Regions from separate parts of the Pan troglodytes genome. Here region 2 is linked to region 1. Evidence: chromatin contacts called from public Hi-C data. All regions are on one chromosome and are shown on one strand. The core of a region is the stretch at or near the end of the contact, and the rest is flanking DNA. Distances in the headings are between cores, read along the strand shown. Region 1 overlaps LRP4 (LDL receptor related protein 4). Region 2 overlaps CSTPP1 (centriolar satellite-associated tubulin polyglutamylase complex regulator 1).

Region 1 (2,700 bases), core at 112-2,611:
CTACTGTGTTACTGTAGAGCTTGATAAAAGTTAGCTGTAAGCAAAGTCACGTAAGTGGATCCGAGATGATTCTTGGCTTTAGAACATGGGAGCCAGGTAAATAATTATGCTACCGTGTTCCGTGCTAAAATTGAGACTTGGTCCTTCATTCATTGCAGCTGGTCTTTTGCTTGTCTCTTTTAAAGATCTGCCCCTTCTTTCTCCCCTTGAAAACGTGATAGAACCGAAGCATAGTTCCCACTTGTGCCCACTCCTAGAAGTCTGCTAAGCTATAACATCAGTCTAGGGGAACTCATGTCGCCTTAGTTCTCTTGAGAGAGGTCTGGGGAAATGGAGCTTTTCCTCTGAGAGTTTCCCTTCTTAAGTGGTCAGGGATGCAGCCTAGCAACTTCTCCTGCTAAGATTCCTGTGACATGGGGTGAGAGGGGCTGGCCAGGGACTCTTGTAGCTGGAACAGTTTAGAATTCCAAGCCCTCCCTCCCATTGGCCTGAGAAAGGAGTCAGGCTCCAGAGCTCATAAGGTAGTAATTGCCCCAATTTGGGAGCTGGGCTGTTGTGGAGCCTTCGCAGCTACCATTTTCAATCAGGAAGCCTGTCAGCGTGCAGGCCTAATTGATGTGGGTCTCCATCCCCGAATAGCCCCCAACCCCTAGTTCCTCCACCTCAAAGTTTGACCCCTGTTGTCTCTTTTGTTTCTTCTTTTTAAGTTGGTGCCAGTGATGTGATTTTTGGGAGCTGCGGAAAGTTGACCGTAACCAAGAGCAGCTGTTAAAAAGAGCCAATTCTCTAGCTTCCTGGCGGTTGTCTGCCTCCATTTTCTGTTGTGCGTTTTTGATTTAGCAAGAAGCAAACATCCTAGGTGCCCTTGGGCGCCTCTTACGCCCATCCAAGCAGACTTCATTCTTTCACTGCTCGTAGGCATTCCCATCCTTGCTCACAGATGAGCGGACTGGCTGTTAGCGCTCCCTGACACCCTGTTTCCCCATGCGGAATAGGACTCCCCCATCATTCAGGTTCGAATGAGGGGAGGGGCGCTGCCTGGGACCCAACTGGGGAAAGCCTGGCTGGGACTTGCTGCAAGCCCTGACTTGGCCTATGGGAGCTCCCCCTCACCTCTATGCACAGCTGAGGATCAGAGCGGCAAGCAGAGCCGGAAACAAAAGACTGGGAGCAAACCTCCCATCTAGCTGAGAGGCAGTGACACAGAGGTGCTGCTGCATAATTTATCACCGGAGGTTTTCTGGAGCCGGGAAGCTCCTGGCTCCAGGCAGTGCCTTTTTGCGGGAGAGGGACCCTCCCTCTGTCTGGGTGTAGGGCAGAGCAGGTACAGAGAAGGGTATCAGGAGAGACACCTGATTAGCATGTGAAATAAAGAAGCTGCAAGGTTGTAAGTGCCTCCAGGGATCTCTCCAAGCTCGGCAGCTCCACTTCCTGTCACGCCTTGGGGGAGATGGGGAGGGGTAGCGGCCTGCAACCACGCGCTGGCATGGATGAGGACAAGAGACAGCTTCTCTGTTGAGTTGACTGTAGCCTCCTTCTAACCAAGTGGAGAGGCCAGGTTATGGCATCCACAAGCCTAGCAAATAGGAAAGGGGAGCCCCAGGTTTTCCACCCTCCTTCCACGGGCAGTTTAAACAATAAGTTTCAACTACAGGCTCCCAGAGCCAATAAAAGCCGACAACTCTACAATGTATCTTCCCCAAATGAGAATTTCTGCTCTTCTAGGAATGATCTCCTCCAAAGACAATTTTTGCAAATTGTGGGATATGTGGATTTACAAACTGGGATATGTGGTTTAAAAAATCCAAATATATTTCTGGAGCAGTTAGCATTTTTGAGAGCTTTGCTGTGTCCCTGGTACTGTGATAAGCATTTAGTATATATCATATTTATTCCTCACAATATCCTTATGAGGTAGGTAACATTAGATTCCCGTCTTACATTGGCCAGGTGCGATGGCTAACGCCTGTAATCCCAGCACTTTGGGAGGCTGGGGTGGGTGGATCACTTGACGTCAGGAGTTCGAGACCAACCTGGCCAACATGGTGAAACCCCATGTCTACTAAAAATACAAAAATTAGCTGACGTGGTGGCACATCCCTATAGTCTCAGCTACTCAGGAGGCTGAGGCTGAGGCTGAGGTGGGAGAATCGCTTGAACCTGGGAGGCAGAGGTTGCAGCGAGCCAAGATTGTGCCACTGCACTCCAGGCTGAGCGACAGAGCGAGACTCCGTCTCAAAAAAAAAAAAAAAAAAAAGATTCCCATCTTACAGATGGGAAACAGGCTCAGAGCAGTTTCCTGTCATACAAGTAGTGAGTAACTGAGCCAGGATTCCAGGCTATCCCAGAAGATCTAGGTTGGGAAGGTCTATATTTCATCTTGGATTGACCTCTCCTCTGTTTTCAGACATCTCCTTCTCAGGGAGTCTGAATGCCTAAGGAATTACTTCTCAGGTGCTTCTTGAGGGAGAGAGACTTTATTTTTATTTACTTTTTTTTTTTTTTTTTTTTTTGAGACAGGGTCTCACTCTATTGCCAAGGCTGGAGTGCAGTGGCATGATCATAGCTCACTGTAGCCTCGAACTCATGGGCTCAGGAGAAGAGAGAGACTTTAAAAGGTTTCCAGAAAAATGTGGTTTGTTGCTCCCTGAACAGCCATAAACAAATGTGGTTTGTTACTGTGTGGACCTTCTGATTTGA
Region 2 (2,700 bases), core at 10-2,509, 190 kb before region 1:
ACCCATGACATCAAATCAGTGAGTTTCAACTTCCTCATCTGTAAAATGGGAATACCTTCATGGGATTATTGTGAGGATTATATAACAAAAATGTTTAGTACCATGCCTAGGACATAGTAAGTGTTCAATAAATGATAGCTGTACTTACTGTTTCTTTTAATTAAAAAAAAAATTTTTTTTTCAGAGACAGAGTCTCTGTCTGTTGCCCATGCTGGAGTACAGTTGTATGATCATGGCTCACCGTGGCCTCAAACTCCTAGGCTCACGTGATCCTCCCACCTCAGCCTCCTGAGTAGCTGGGAACACAGGCTACCACGCCCAACTACTTTTAAAATTTTTATTTATTTATTGTTTTTGAGAGAGGTCTCCCTATATTGCCCAGGCTAGTCTGGAACCCCTCACTTTAAGTGATCCCCTCACATCTGCTTCCCAAAATGTAGGGATTACAGGCATGAGCCACCATGCCTGGCCCTTGTTACTCTTTGAATCCTCTAAATAATAGGCACAGGGCCTTAACTGGTGGCTGGCAGGCACATGAGCTACATGAAATGGGAGTTTCTTCATTCCTTACCAAGCTGGGCTTAGATCCTCAAACCATCCTTCACTACACTGGAAACAAGTGTTTGGGTTATCTGGGGTAACTGATGGAAGGGCAATGAGAGATCAAACCCTGGTACTCTGGAACTTCATTTTGATTTGGGAACTGCAGGTTGACCTGGAGAATTCCCACCCCAGATTCTGGCTTAGCAGATATAGCCTTTTCCTAGGCTTCCACCTGTTGAGACAAACAGATGTAATCTGAACACAAGAGGGGTTTGCAAGCACAGATCTGGTATCAGACTGCCTTACCCTGCAGCATTCCTGGGGTCATAAAATGACAAACATTTCAACACACTGGATCTAACCCTTCCTGCCCTGTAACTGGGGCCTTATGAAACTGCTTCTTGTGATTAGAGCCATTGGTACCTCATACCAAGGCTGTGAGGTGGACTTCATTAATATTGATGAGCTGCAGCTCGTTAACCTCATTTGATGTTTATTTACAACCATTCTTCTCATATGCTAATGAATGACACTGGGCTCTTCAGATAGAAAGGAGAGAACTGGACCCTCTCTGCCAGCATCTCCTTGGCAAACTGCTGTCCCTTGAAACAGAAGTTTGCACAGAGGGAATGAAGCCAAATGTAGGGAATGCAGCAGAGAGGACAAAATGATGTGAAAAGAATGTCTGCAATGTAATGGGGGAGAGAGAAGCCCAGCTGCTGGGGCCACAGTGTGACTGAGGTTTGGTTACACCCACCCAGTGGCTAACAAAGAGAAGCTGAAGGGCGGGGAACTGAGGAACTAAGAAAAGGACAATGTGTTAGATTTTGGAATTGGAGTATTGGGGGTGGAGATGAGTGGGCCCCATGGGTGTCAGGGAGCTTGAAGGCCTCTCTAGGATTCATTCCACTTTCTTCTGTGATCTTAAGAAATCAATCGGCAGGGAATTGGGGTGGATTTCTTTAAGGCAGTAAAATACCCATAGCAATGAATGCTTATCAAATGCTTGGCTTGGAGAAGAGTGCTCATTGTCGCACCATGAAATGGGTAAGTAGGGAGAAATAATCTCTGATTCTCTTTCCTCAAAGTTACAGGTTTGTATATTAAAGAATAGGATGATTAAGCAAAGAAGAGTCAGAGACTGAGGAAAAAATATATCTTTAAATATGGCCATTATCAGGCACAGTCGCTCATGCCTGTAATCCCAGCACTTTGGGAGGCCAAGGAGGGAGGATCACTTGAGCTCAGCAGTTTGAGATCCTGGGCAACATAGTGAGACCCCATTAATTAAAAAAAAAAATTAGCAGGGCGTGGTAACACATACCTGTGGTCCCAGCTACTCAGGAGGCTGAAGCACAAGAATCGCATGAACTCAGGAGGCAGAGGTTACAGTGAGCTGAGATAGCACCACTTCACTCCAGCCTGGGCAAGAGTGAGACCCTGTCTCAAAAAAAAAAAAAAAAAAAAAGGCCATTCTATTGTTTCAGGGCTGCTAAGCAAAACACAGGTCTCTTCCAAATTCCCCAGTATGTAGCAAGTCAATTTTGGGTCATTCCATCCATTCTGAGTGTTTGAAAGAACTAATAAGACATATGAGAAAGGTGGAAGGAAGAATATGTTGGATATATGAAAGTTTATTAATACCAGCAGCAAGAGCAAACTTAAAATTTCTTAAGTACTTCAGTGTCAATTCCCATCAATTTTCTTGACTTTGATTCTGTACTTTTTTTTTTTTTTGAGACAGGGTCTTGCTTTGTTGCCCAGGCCAGAGTGCAGTGGCATGATCTCAGCTCACTGCAACCCCCACCTCCCAGGCTCAAGCAATCCTCCCACCTCAGCCTCCAGAGTAGCTGGAACTACAGGTGTGTGCCACCACACCAGGATAATTTTTTCGTATTTTTTGTAGAGATGAGGTCTCACTATGTTGCCCAGGCTGGTCTTGAACTCCAGGGCTCAAGCGATCCTCCCACCTTGGCCTCCCAAAGTGCTGGGATTATAGGCATAAGCCACCACACCCTGCCGATGCTGTACACTTTACATTACTATTTAGTCAATTATTCCCTTCCTGCCTTTGGGGCCACACTCTCTCCAAAGTATGCCTTTGGGGCCACACTTTCTCCCAATCTGGCTTTTTTTTTTTTTTTTTTTTTTTCTGTG

The links. Hi-C and Micro-C count contacts between places; a contact is called where the count stands out from the background.
Region 2: a contact with region 1 is called in a Hi-C map of stem cell-derived neural progenitor cells, with 2.3 times the contacts expected there. The contact joins two enhancer-like sites. A contact is called at or near these places in 1 of 7 Hi-C or Micro-C datasets (stem cell-derived neural progenitor cells) and 1 of 1 datasets of contacts at active chromatin or transcription factors (stem cell-derived excitatory neurons).

Annotation. Positions count from the first base shown.
Region 1 is chr9:50,927,997-50,930,696 of NHGRI_mPanTro3-v2.0_pri, reverse strand. All of the region lies in intron 1 of LRP4 (LDL receptor related protein 4), which reads left to right. Among named protein-coding and RNA genes, the nearest start is that of LRP4, 5.8 kb to the left of the region's middle. Within about 2 kb of position 1,361, at least 15 of the 24 cell types and tissues checked have an H3K27ac peak or open chromatin away from gene starts, as enhancers often do. A contact at or near this core is called in stem cell-derived neural progenitor cells, where this site is marked.
Region 2 is chr9:51,116,185-51,118,884 of NHGRI_mPanTro3-v2.0_pri, reverse strand. All of the region lies in intron 3 of CSTPP1 (centriolar satellite-associated tubulin polyglutamylase complex regulator 1), which reads right to left. Among named protein-coding and RNA genes, the nearest start is that of ARFGAP2, 73 kb to the left of the region's middle. Within about 2 kb of position 1,259, at least 9 of the 24 cell types and tissues checked have an H3K27ac peak or open chromatin away from gene starts, as enhancers often do. A contact at or near this core is called in stem cell-derived neural progenitor cells, where this site is marked.